Linked DNA regions of Triticum aestivum: region 1 is linked to region 2. A link is a contact called in public Hi-C data. All regions are on one chromosome and are shown on one strand. Each heading gives the region's core, a stretch centred on a gene start, on an enhancer-like site or on the middle of the called end of the contact. The rest is flanking DNA. Distances are from core to core; before and after follow the strand shown.

Evidence for each region. Hi-C and Micro-C count contacts between places; a contact is called where the count stands out from the background.
Region 1: a Hi-C map of leaf shows a contact between it and region 2, with 5 times the contacts expected there. The contact joins the promoter of LOC123111628 here to the promoter of LOC123111626 in region 2. A contact is called at or near these places in 2 of 5 Hi-C or Micro-C datasets (both in leaf).

Annotation. Positions count from the first base shown.
Region 1 is chr5B:321,453,535-321,458,182 of IWGSC CS RefSeq v2.1, reverse strand. LOC123111628 (grpE protein homolog 2, mitochondrial) reads left to right here and starts at 3,397. Exons shown (of 6, transcript XM_044532455.1): 1 at 3,397-3,693. The coding sequence starts at 3,556. It overlaps LOC123111629, which reads left to right. Exons shown (of 12, transcript XM_044532456.1): 12 at 1-281.
Region 2 is chr5B:321,224,686-321,229,705 of IWGSC CS RefSeq v2.1, reverse strand. LOC123111626 (serine/threonine-protein phosphatase PP-X isozyme 2) reads right to left here and starts at 1,687. Exons shown (of 8, transcript XM_044532451.1): 1 at 1,345-1,687; 2 at 747-899. The coding sequence starts at 1,491.

The sequences.
Region 1 (4,648 bases), core at 2,148-4,647, 230 kb before region 2:
ATTGATTATTCATTTGGAGAAGTGGCGATCCTTCTCATTGCTAAATTAACGTTCTGTATAATCTTTTGACACTCTGGTGCATTGTATTAACCGATGTGCACGCGTGTATATACTGAGAATCTATGCCCATGGGCAATGGCACTAGGTTAGGTAGAAGTAGAAGATGGAAATGGAATAGGTGTAGAACAATGTTGCTTGATCTGTCATTAAAGTGATTGTATCTGCTTTTGTTCCAAAATTTCATACGCATAAAAAGGTTACAAGCCTGAAGCTGTTCTTCATGAAAAGGTTTCCCCCCCTTCTATTTCACCTGGATTGTGTCCGTGGATGTTTAAGATAATAATATTCTTCAGCATAGACACTGATCTGAGAAAACAGAGGAGTCACGTTACATGCGTTCATATGACTGAACTCTGTTTCAAGTTGCAAGGGCAAATTTGCTCTATAAGTTGATGTTTTGTTAAGACTATGAAGTACTGAAGGTGGGTGGAAGTACATGCCTGGTGGGTAGTCTTTGTGCTGACGAACTGTGCAACTCTTGGCCAGTCCTCACCAAACCTGTACGATGTAATTGCCACCAAAAACCCATGGACGTTGTGTTAGCTCTGTTTGGGCACTCGAAGCACAGAAAATGTATCAAGTTACAAAAGGTTCACTGCACAATCTTGTTCCTCCACAAAAGTGAAGGTGCAATCTGCATCTCTATGAACGAGCATTTGAGTATCTGTATCGTATTCGGTATACCTTCCTAGGGCAATCTTGAAGTTCACGCTTTCCCTGATGCTCCAGCGTTCTTGCGGAGGCCTTGCGGTGATACGCAGCAGCTCCATAAGATGCTTCCTCTGAACTTTCTTCCTCATCGATGGCGATGAGCGTTGTTTCCCCATTGTCGCACCTTGATTGTTGCGAGCACAGCGATCTTCGTCTCAAGGGCACATACCCCTACTACTGCATATATAGCGGCTGCAGCTGAGGGCAGAAAAGAACGAGTTAGTGTCACACAAAAGGTTAGGTTACCAGGCAAAAAATCGAAGCAGCATAAGCTGACTGAAAGGTAGACAGCTGAATTCTGCATGCTGGTGTCACATGTAGTTTGTGATCAGTTGATTTCATGCCAAAACGATTGTTGTTCTGCTTTAGCTGGATAGGAAAAACACACCGGCTTCATACAAATACAGTGACCAAACTCGGCAATCCAATCGATTATTATCTTTCCTTTAGATATGAATATCAATGAAATGCAAGTGTTCCGGCCAGAAGTTGAATCTTGAAGCACGAAGATCAATACGAGCGTCTAAATTGTAAGACTATTAAGTAGCTTAACCTAGAGGTTTTTTAGAGATGATCTTCCGAAAAAAATACACCTTATTGATATGAGTAGTCTATATCAATAAAAACTAATCAACCCTATTTAACTAGAAACCCCCTTCAAAGGATCTGACACCCTCGGCGGCCCAAAAGAAGCGTTCTCTCTTAGCACACGTCCATGTATCCAGTGCCGACACATGTGCCATGCGGTGCGCCTCGATGGGCCACACGTGCCATGCGCCACATGTACATACCCTACCTGCACATGTCCATGTAACTGTGAGGGTTGGCTTTGATACCATTTTATGACACACCGGCCTCTCACCCAGGCTAGCGGTCATTACTCATGGCTATCACTTGTGATCTAGACCCGCCTGATTTCTATCACACATTTTTATTCTTGTAGACTTTGTTTGTCTTTCAAGCACATAAGATTGTAGGACATCAACATTTTCCCTCGTACCAATCCGTCGGTTGAAAATATTCTCTCTCAAACAACCTTGCAATCAAGATACATACTTTCTTGTCAACACACCTAATGCAATTATTATATGTATAGCCGTATAGGTGACGCTATCCTACCTTATCGATTTAGGCTTCGAACCAAATGTTGTGATCATGCTGCAAGTTTTTGTGTGGTGCTACAAGCATCGCCTTCCATGTTGCATACATTTGATGATTTTGTTAAGACAAATGACAAAATGTTACATGCTAGAATTTTTTCTCCAAGGATTGACATACTCGGGATTACGATATTAAATCGGATCAGATCACCAGGGAGCAACTGATTTCTGCGCTACAATCAACACACCGCTGATGATTCGGGGCGGATTTGTTTCATGATTTTTTGGTATCTGATTACAACGGTACCTGATCCCGCTACTCGTGTTTGGTTGAGATGTGACAAAATTAAGTACCAAGAATCAAATAATAGGGCTTTACAAAACCAGTTACACCCACCCATGGCCGTTAAATGATTCCGTCCCGAGCTTCTTCTCGCTTTCGTCCCCCCTCATCTCCTTCGTAGCTATGTTGACCGGACACAACATTCATCCGTCGAGCATCAACAGATGCTGACGGCGGGCCATCACCAGATTTCGTGTTGCAACATCTTCCTCGTGGCATCCGACAACGACTGGCTATCAACAGTTCTACTTGCTCCACACGTTGCTCCCGTCAATGACCCCTTCAATCGTTAGACCTTCTCTCGGCTCTTTGGTATCCATGATCGACGAATTCGTATCAGGAGAATCATGCAACGCCACCCCTAGTTGTAGTATGTTTTCTAATATCTTTGGATTGGTTGCCTTGTTTACGTTACCATTACCGGAGATAACCAAACAAAACGGGCAATAGTCTCACTACAGTTGCAATGTTGTGTATTCTCATACCGTTATCATCTACGTTAACGGTGCAATGCGGTGCATTCTCATATTGTTACCATCTACGTTAATGATGCACGAGCCACGAACTAAGTATAACTCAGATAGTTAGGTTCCATGTGGTGGAACCAACGCACCGAGGTTCAAGTCCTAAATTTGAAATTGGCGGTCGCATTATTTTTGAATTTATTTCAGGCCTTTTGATGATGCACATTTAGTGAGAGGAGATGTTCTCGTCGATTATGTCGCCGTCCGTGGCGACATCGTCAATGTCAAGATGATGTGCCAGCTCAGTCTATCAAATGTGTTTATAGAGGTGTGCGCACATTCATATGGATGAATATATATGCGTATGTACGGGTGTTGCGTGTTAAAAAAGGTGGGCGAACCAAACACTTCCTCCCATGCAAACAAAAGAACCAAACACTTCCTCAAAGTAAAGTGCTAATAAACGAAAAGAAAAATAGCTGATATAAATAAAATCAAGAAAAATAGTCAATATAGATTGAAAAGATACGACGTCAGCTGGAACCCTTCTGTTTGTTCTCAAGAATGTCAGCGGCTCAGATAACCCAACCGCTCAAACCCTTAAACCCTTCTTGGACGACAAGTTGATCCCACGAACGTCTCCTCAAAAGACACAAATACCCCTGCCACCCCACCCCTGTCTCGGGATGTATTCACAGGGTATAGCGGTCATTCGCTTCGATCCCTAGGCGCTCTTCCCTTCCCCGCTGGCCGCAATTCCCTTCCAGACGTTTCGATCCCTCTCTGGCTCTCTCCTCCCCCCTGCCCCCTCCTCGGCGCCCGCCTCGCGAATCCGTCGGAAACCCCTCGCCGCTCCCGGTTCTAGCGCAGCGCAGAGATGGTAGCCGCGCGCCTCCTCGCGCGGGCCACGAGGCAATGCGCCGCCGCGGTGGTGGCGTCCGCTACTAGGCGGCCGCTCGGCGGCGTGGCGGCGGTGGCCGCTCGCCCGCTCGCCTCTTCCTTCGGCCCCGCCAGGGTGAGATTTTCTCGGCCGTTTCTACGGCCGGTTTGAGCTTCGATGTTCTTCTAGTGTGTTGGGTCGCATCTCGTAGGGGATTTCTGGAATTTTTAGGATGCGGAGGATAGGCATCCAGGCTCGGTGTTTCCGGCTGCAGATTATTCTTCGTCCGTGGTTTCTGGTCGGGGGGAATTCAGGGATTTATTCCTAGTGATGGTTGGCGGAGGTGTGGGTTTTGCTCCAAAGCGAGGTTGGGTTTTGGATTCGTCATAAGATCATGCTAAGTCTAGGTTTTGGCGGAGTGTTGGGATTTTGGATATGATAGTCTATGAGTTATGTTTCCGAGTGTTGGACCATAAAACCCTTGGATGTTGTCAGAATTGTTATTTGAATATAGAGTTGGGGATTTTCCTGCAAGGGACCTAACTTCTACTATTAGAATGCGCATTTTTTTTGGGAAATATATAGATTCCAGAATCCCAGTTATCATGTACTTGTACTTATGTCTGCAGTAGTATGATGTGCTTCCTTGTCAGAACATGATCTGAATATTGTGTCAATTAACTCTGGTTTGTGCATTGTTAGAAATTAATATGGCCTACAACTAATTTGAGTCCATAATTCACCAAAGGTAATAAACGGATTATCATGTCTAACAGGATGAAATAATGATTGCACGCCAGTAAATTTTGCACATGCTAGATAGTCTGAAACAAAGCCAAAGAATGAATCCATCATATCTTGGGTTATTGGGTTGTATATGTTTATGCTATCGACTACTTGTTGCAAGATGGGAATAAGAAACTAGGCTGATGTAAACATGCAGCAGCCACCACAAACAAATTTAACCTGCTCTGCTCTCAAGCATCTGCCAGAGATCTCTCAGCATGTCGCTATGTATACTGCGGTCTTATATCTTGGTAGAGCATCTTTCAGGCTGCTCACTCTGTGACCTTCACTGCAGCCTGGTTTC
Region 2 (5,020 bases), core at 438-2,937:
ATACAGTACATCCTTAAATGGAGGATGTGTTGTGTCCTTTCTGGACTCCAATTATAATACTTCCAAACTAGCTTCAAAATCAACTTCCTAATTCTCCTCAATTGTCTACTAAGCAGTTCACTTTAATTCCTTACTGTCTCTGCAATCACCCTATTCTTCTTCTCCCTGGACTACAACTTGGATGCCAGATTCCTTATGAGCATTTTACGGGCAGCAGGTAGTATTGATTTTGTCTTACCAGGACCATGTTCATAAAAGGCTACATTTGGTTTCAAAGTTGACACAATCAAAATAAGTTAGAAATAGCTTCCAATTCTAGCTAGGAATTATTGCAAAACTGAGAGTTATAGATACACATGTGTGACCATTCCAGCAACAAAAAAAGGTAATTAGACACCATTCATTTGAACTACTAGTTCACGTTATTACGCAGTCTAGTGTCATACAGGCTTCACACTATTGGCTTTCATGTGCACATCAGGGCCGCAAGCTGAGCGCCAGCTTTGACCACTGCTGTACAAACAGGTCTACTATACCATATACCAGCCTGTATATAAGGAGCATGGCCTTCCCCATACAAGTAAAATAGTCTGGTAAGGCAGTGTAGTCAAGAGTAACTACTGGGTCAGTTGACCGAGAAAATGGCCGTTACCGTTTTTGGAACAGAGGCATCAATAAACATTAAAAGATACAGCATTAATAGATATGCCTACAAAACATATTAGTATTACTTATCAACAGCATACCTTTAAGGCCAAAAGAAGCAAAAATGTTTCAACAGAATAAAATCCTCGGTCAACAAAATCCCCAAGGAACAAGTAGTTTGTCTTCGGGCAGTCACCTCCAACTTTGAAAAGTTCTTTCATGTCGTAGAACTGTCCATGAATGTCTCCACATATCTGAGTGCAAGAAGCAAATATTAGTTTCTTAAATCACAATTATTTGAACACGTGTAGATATATCAGCCAGACAAAAGCACAACCAATGAATATACACATTACATCATTTTCCTTGAAAAAGACATGACAGGAATGAGAAATATTTTCCCCAGACCATCTCCAGAAGATAATGACACAGGAAATCTGGCATCACCTCACCAACGAAACCCTAGAGCCCTAATGCAAACACTAGTAAATCTCAATCAGAACGCAGTGAAATTTGGTTGCCCAAACGAACGGAATCGAAGCCTTCCCGCACATCAGTACATCTCCCAAGCACCCGCAATCTTCACCGGGACCTCGGGGAGCGACCCCGACTCGTTCGAGAGCGCGTCATTTCCCCCATTGAATCGCGCCCAAACCGCTTCCAATCGAAAAGGAGAGGGAGCTGCGCGCAAGCACGTACCGTGACGGGGGCGTCGACGCGCTGGACGTTACTCTCCTCGACGAGGATCTCCATGGCCTTGAGGCAGAGCGCCTTGACCTCCGCCTCCGCCAGCGGCTCGCACCGCTTGAGCTGCTCGATCTGCCGGTCCAGATCCGACGTCCCCATCTCGGCTCCTTCCCCCCTAGAGCTTCTAGAAGCTTCCGGAAGCGCGGCGCGCGCCTCGCCCTCCCTGCTTCCCGCTGATTCTGGAAGATTCTAGGGTTGGGAGGGGGAGGAAGGAGGAGGCGCGTGCAGTGCGGGCCGTGGTGGCATGTGGGGGCGAGCGTTTCGGGGCCGGTAAGGTTACCTCACTTTCGATTCCCGTCGCCGGGGAACATTTTTGATTTTCCCTGCCCCGTGTTCTCTTTGCCTGTCATATCTTTTTCTCCAGATTTAATGGTAGATATTACCTTTTACTCCCTCCGTTTTTAAATATTTGTCTTTCTAAAAATTTCAACAAGCGACTATATACGAAGCAACATGAATGGATCTACACTCTAAAATATGTGTATATACATCCGTATGTGGTAGTCCATTTGAAATCTCTAAAAGAACAAATATTTAGAACAGAGGGAGTATTTTAAAATCAACCAAAGGTATCGACTAATTTCTTCATAAAACATAAACTATAGTTGGAAATAATAATTTTTGTTATAATTAAAGAGGAGTTAATGAATGAATAATGGTGTCACGCTCATCTTTCCTTCCCCTTTTTCTCACTCTAGAAAACCAGTTACAAACCACATGGTGGGTATTGTGCAGTGTGTTTCTTGTGTTCTTCTCCTCGAGTTTGCTTCAAGAGGTGACCCTTCTTCATTATCAATATATATTTTTTGTATGTGTGGCTTGACAGACTCAAAGGCAGGGGCGGAGCTCTGTTGGGGCCGACCTGGGCCATGGCCCGCCCAGTAATTTAACCAATGTTTTTACTTATGTATTCTTCCTATCCCAGCACCCCCAGCCCAGCTTTGCACATCCTCTGAATCTCTCGTAGACAACGCACTTGCGCACCACATCAGCGAGTGGGAACTGCACGACATCTTCATCCGCTCCCCATCTTGAAGCATGTAGCCGTATCGCTGCCCCGGACCAGGGAGCACCGGCCACCGGAGCGAGCCTTCGGTTATCTCGCAGAGCAGTTGTCGGCCATGGCGCGGGGAGGGAGGGGTCACATCTGTCGTCAGATCGCATTAGTCGCGGGTCACCTCACGAATCTAACGTCTGTCCTGCTGCCAACAACGGTACCGGTGCATGAGCCCTTGCTCTGTGTGTTGCGCCTGCTCTACCCCAAGGCTCCAACATCCCTGCCCGCTGGTGCCGGACAAATTTTTGTTGAGATACATCATACATCCGAAGGGACTGCACACAGCAGTAGGGCAGCACCAAATTCTCCATTTGATAAGCAATGGCATGATAAATGTACATATGTGCTCGCTCCATCTTGTAACATTGTATCATACACTAATGCTTATGATTCAGAGTTTTAGAAAAGTTGTGTTCTTATTTAGTCTAGCCCGCCTAGCTTTTTCTTTCAAGCTCCGCCACTGCTCAAAGGTGTCCTATCACATGCGCACCTTAAGCACGATAATGATGTGAACGTTTGGCTCCAAGTGATATCTAAATCGACGTCGCCATTGGCCATGGCCAATGCCACCCTCCCCTTTCATCGATCCACTGCACGCCAAATTCGCTCACACGATCAACAAGAACATCTTACTGACATATACATCTTCATCGTTGAGCAGGCGACGTGGTCGTGCAAGGCAGTCATGAGGTGTCCATGTCGGCGTAAATTTAGTCCGGTGTGGACATGTCTTGCATGCATGGTGTATGTTCCATGCATGGCCGATGGCGTGGTCAGACCTTCCGCACAATAGCACCAGCAGCCATGGTGGTGGGAACGGTCGATTTGTAAGTATAATGCTCAAGGCATGAGGGTGGGGTTTTGCTGATGTGGAGGCATGAGTTGCATATGGTGGTTGTTAAAGATGGACTTAATAGAAGCGGCTTGCCGCGATGTATGGTGTCAATAGCAACATGTCGAATCATGTGTTATGAGTATTTGAATGGCTTCGCTAGCAGGGTTGTCATTTGAATTCCTATGATATCATGATTTGTGCATAATGGGAAGTTCTTAAAAGCTTAGAGTGATATACAGATGACGGGTTTTAGTACTTCATACCAATTACAATGCTATGAGTATGTGAATAGTTGTGTGAGTTGAATGCTTAAATATTAACAGTTTGAAATGTGATGATATGTTACTATCCAACATGATATTTGGCTTGTGGTGTATGTAAGATGGGTGAGAAATACTACATGCACACTATAAAATTCAGTACACTCCTTGTTACGTTTTGAATTGTTATATATTTTAGAAGGCAAAAGAGTTTTTTAAGCTGTTGAGGCCATCAGATTTTTGGGTGATATGCTTCAAGGTAGTTTTTAGTTTGTTCATGAATATACTTTATCTTCTTACAAAATGAAGGTAATTGTTGTGGTTGAGGATAGGGACTAGAGGGGGTGAATATTCCTATGAGACATGAGTTTTAAGGGCTAAGAGATTTTAACTTCATGCAACAAGGACTGAGCTATCACAAGAACTGAGCATGTAATATATAGTAATAAGCAACAGAAAGGTATTGCTCTTGCAAGTAAGGTTGTGGTAGGGTCTAGAGAATGCAAACACTTGTGGCATGAGCATTTTTCCCGTGATTTGGATAGTTGACGCTATCTTATGTCCAAGTCAATAAAACTTCGAACTAAAGGGTTCTATGATCCAAGGATCTCGGTTTGTCGCCCATCGAGTGGCCCACGAAGCACAACCAGCCTATTACATCATGGCTTGCACTTAGAAGCCCCACTAAAATGTAGATCTTCACAAATGAAATGATCTAGATGACGACTAAAGGGGGGTGAATAGGAGTTTTAAAACTTTTACGGATTTGGCTTTATCCTAATGCAGAATTAAACTAACGGATACTTTTCAAGCACAAATCCTAAATATGCTAGGCTCAACTAAGTGCACCAACAACCTATGCTAAACAAGATAGGCAATTAAGCAAACTAGCAAGCACAAATTATATCACAAGATATGGAAATGAAGGAACAACTAAGCAATTCAACTATCACAAGATATATCAATATGGGCAAGTATGAATTGCGGAAAGTAAAGGGTGTGGGTATGAGATAACCACAAGTGAGTCGGGGACGCGGATTTATCCCGAAGTTCACACTCGTGAGAGTGCTAATATCCGTTAGAGCGGTGCCGTAGCCAAAGCTCCGGGGCGTCACCAAGTGACTCACCGTATTCTCCCTTTCGAGTCACCCCCAACGGATGAGCCTCGATTCACTCGGGGTTGGTCTTGAAGGCGACCACCACACCTTTACAAACCTCTCCGGAGCACACCACAACCACAGAAGCTTCCGGAGGAACTTGACCACCTAGGCCACTTGAACACCCTTCCTCGGAGCACACCACAAAAGGAAGCTTCCGGGGGAACCTTGGCCACATAGGCCTCTTCACAATCTTCTCAATATATCACCAAACCGTCTAGGAGGCAAAGCCTCCAAGAGTAATAAACTCACGGGCTCTCACACGAACAAATCAATGCGGGGAGCTCAAACCAATGAAACAAATGCAATGCAAGGTCAA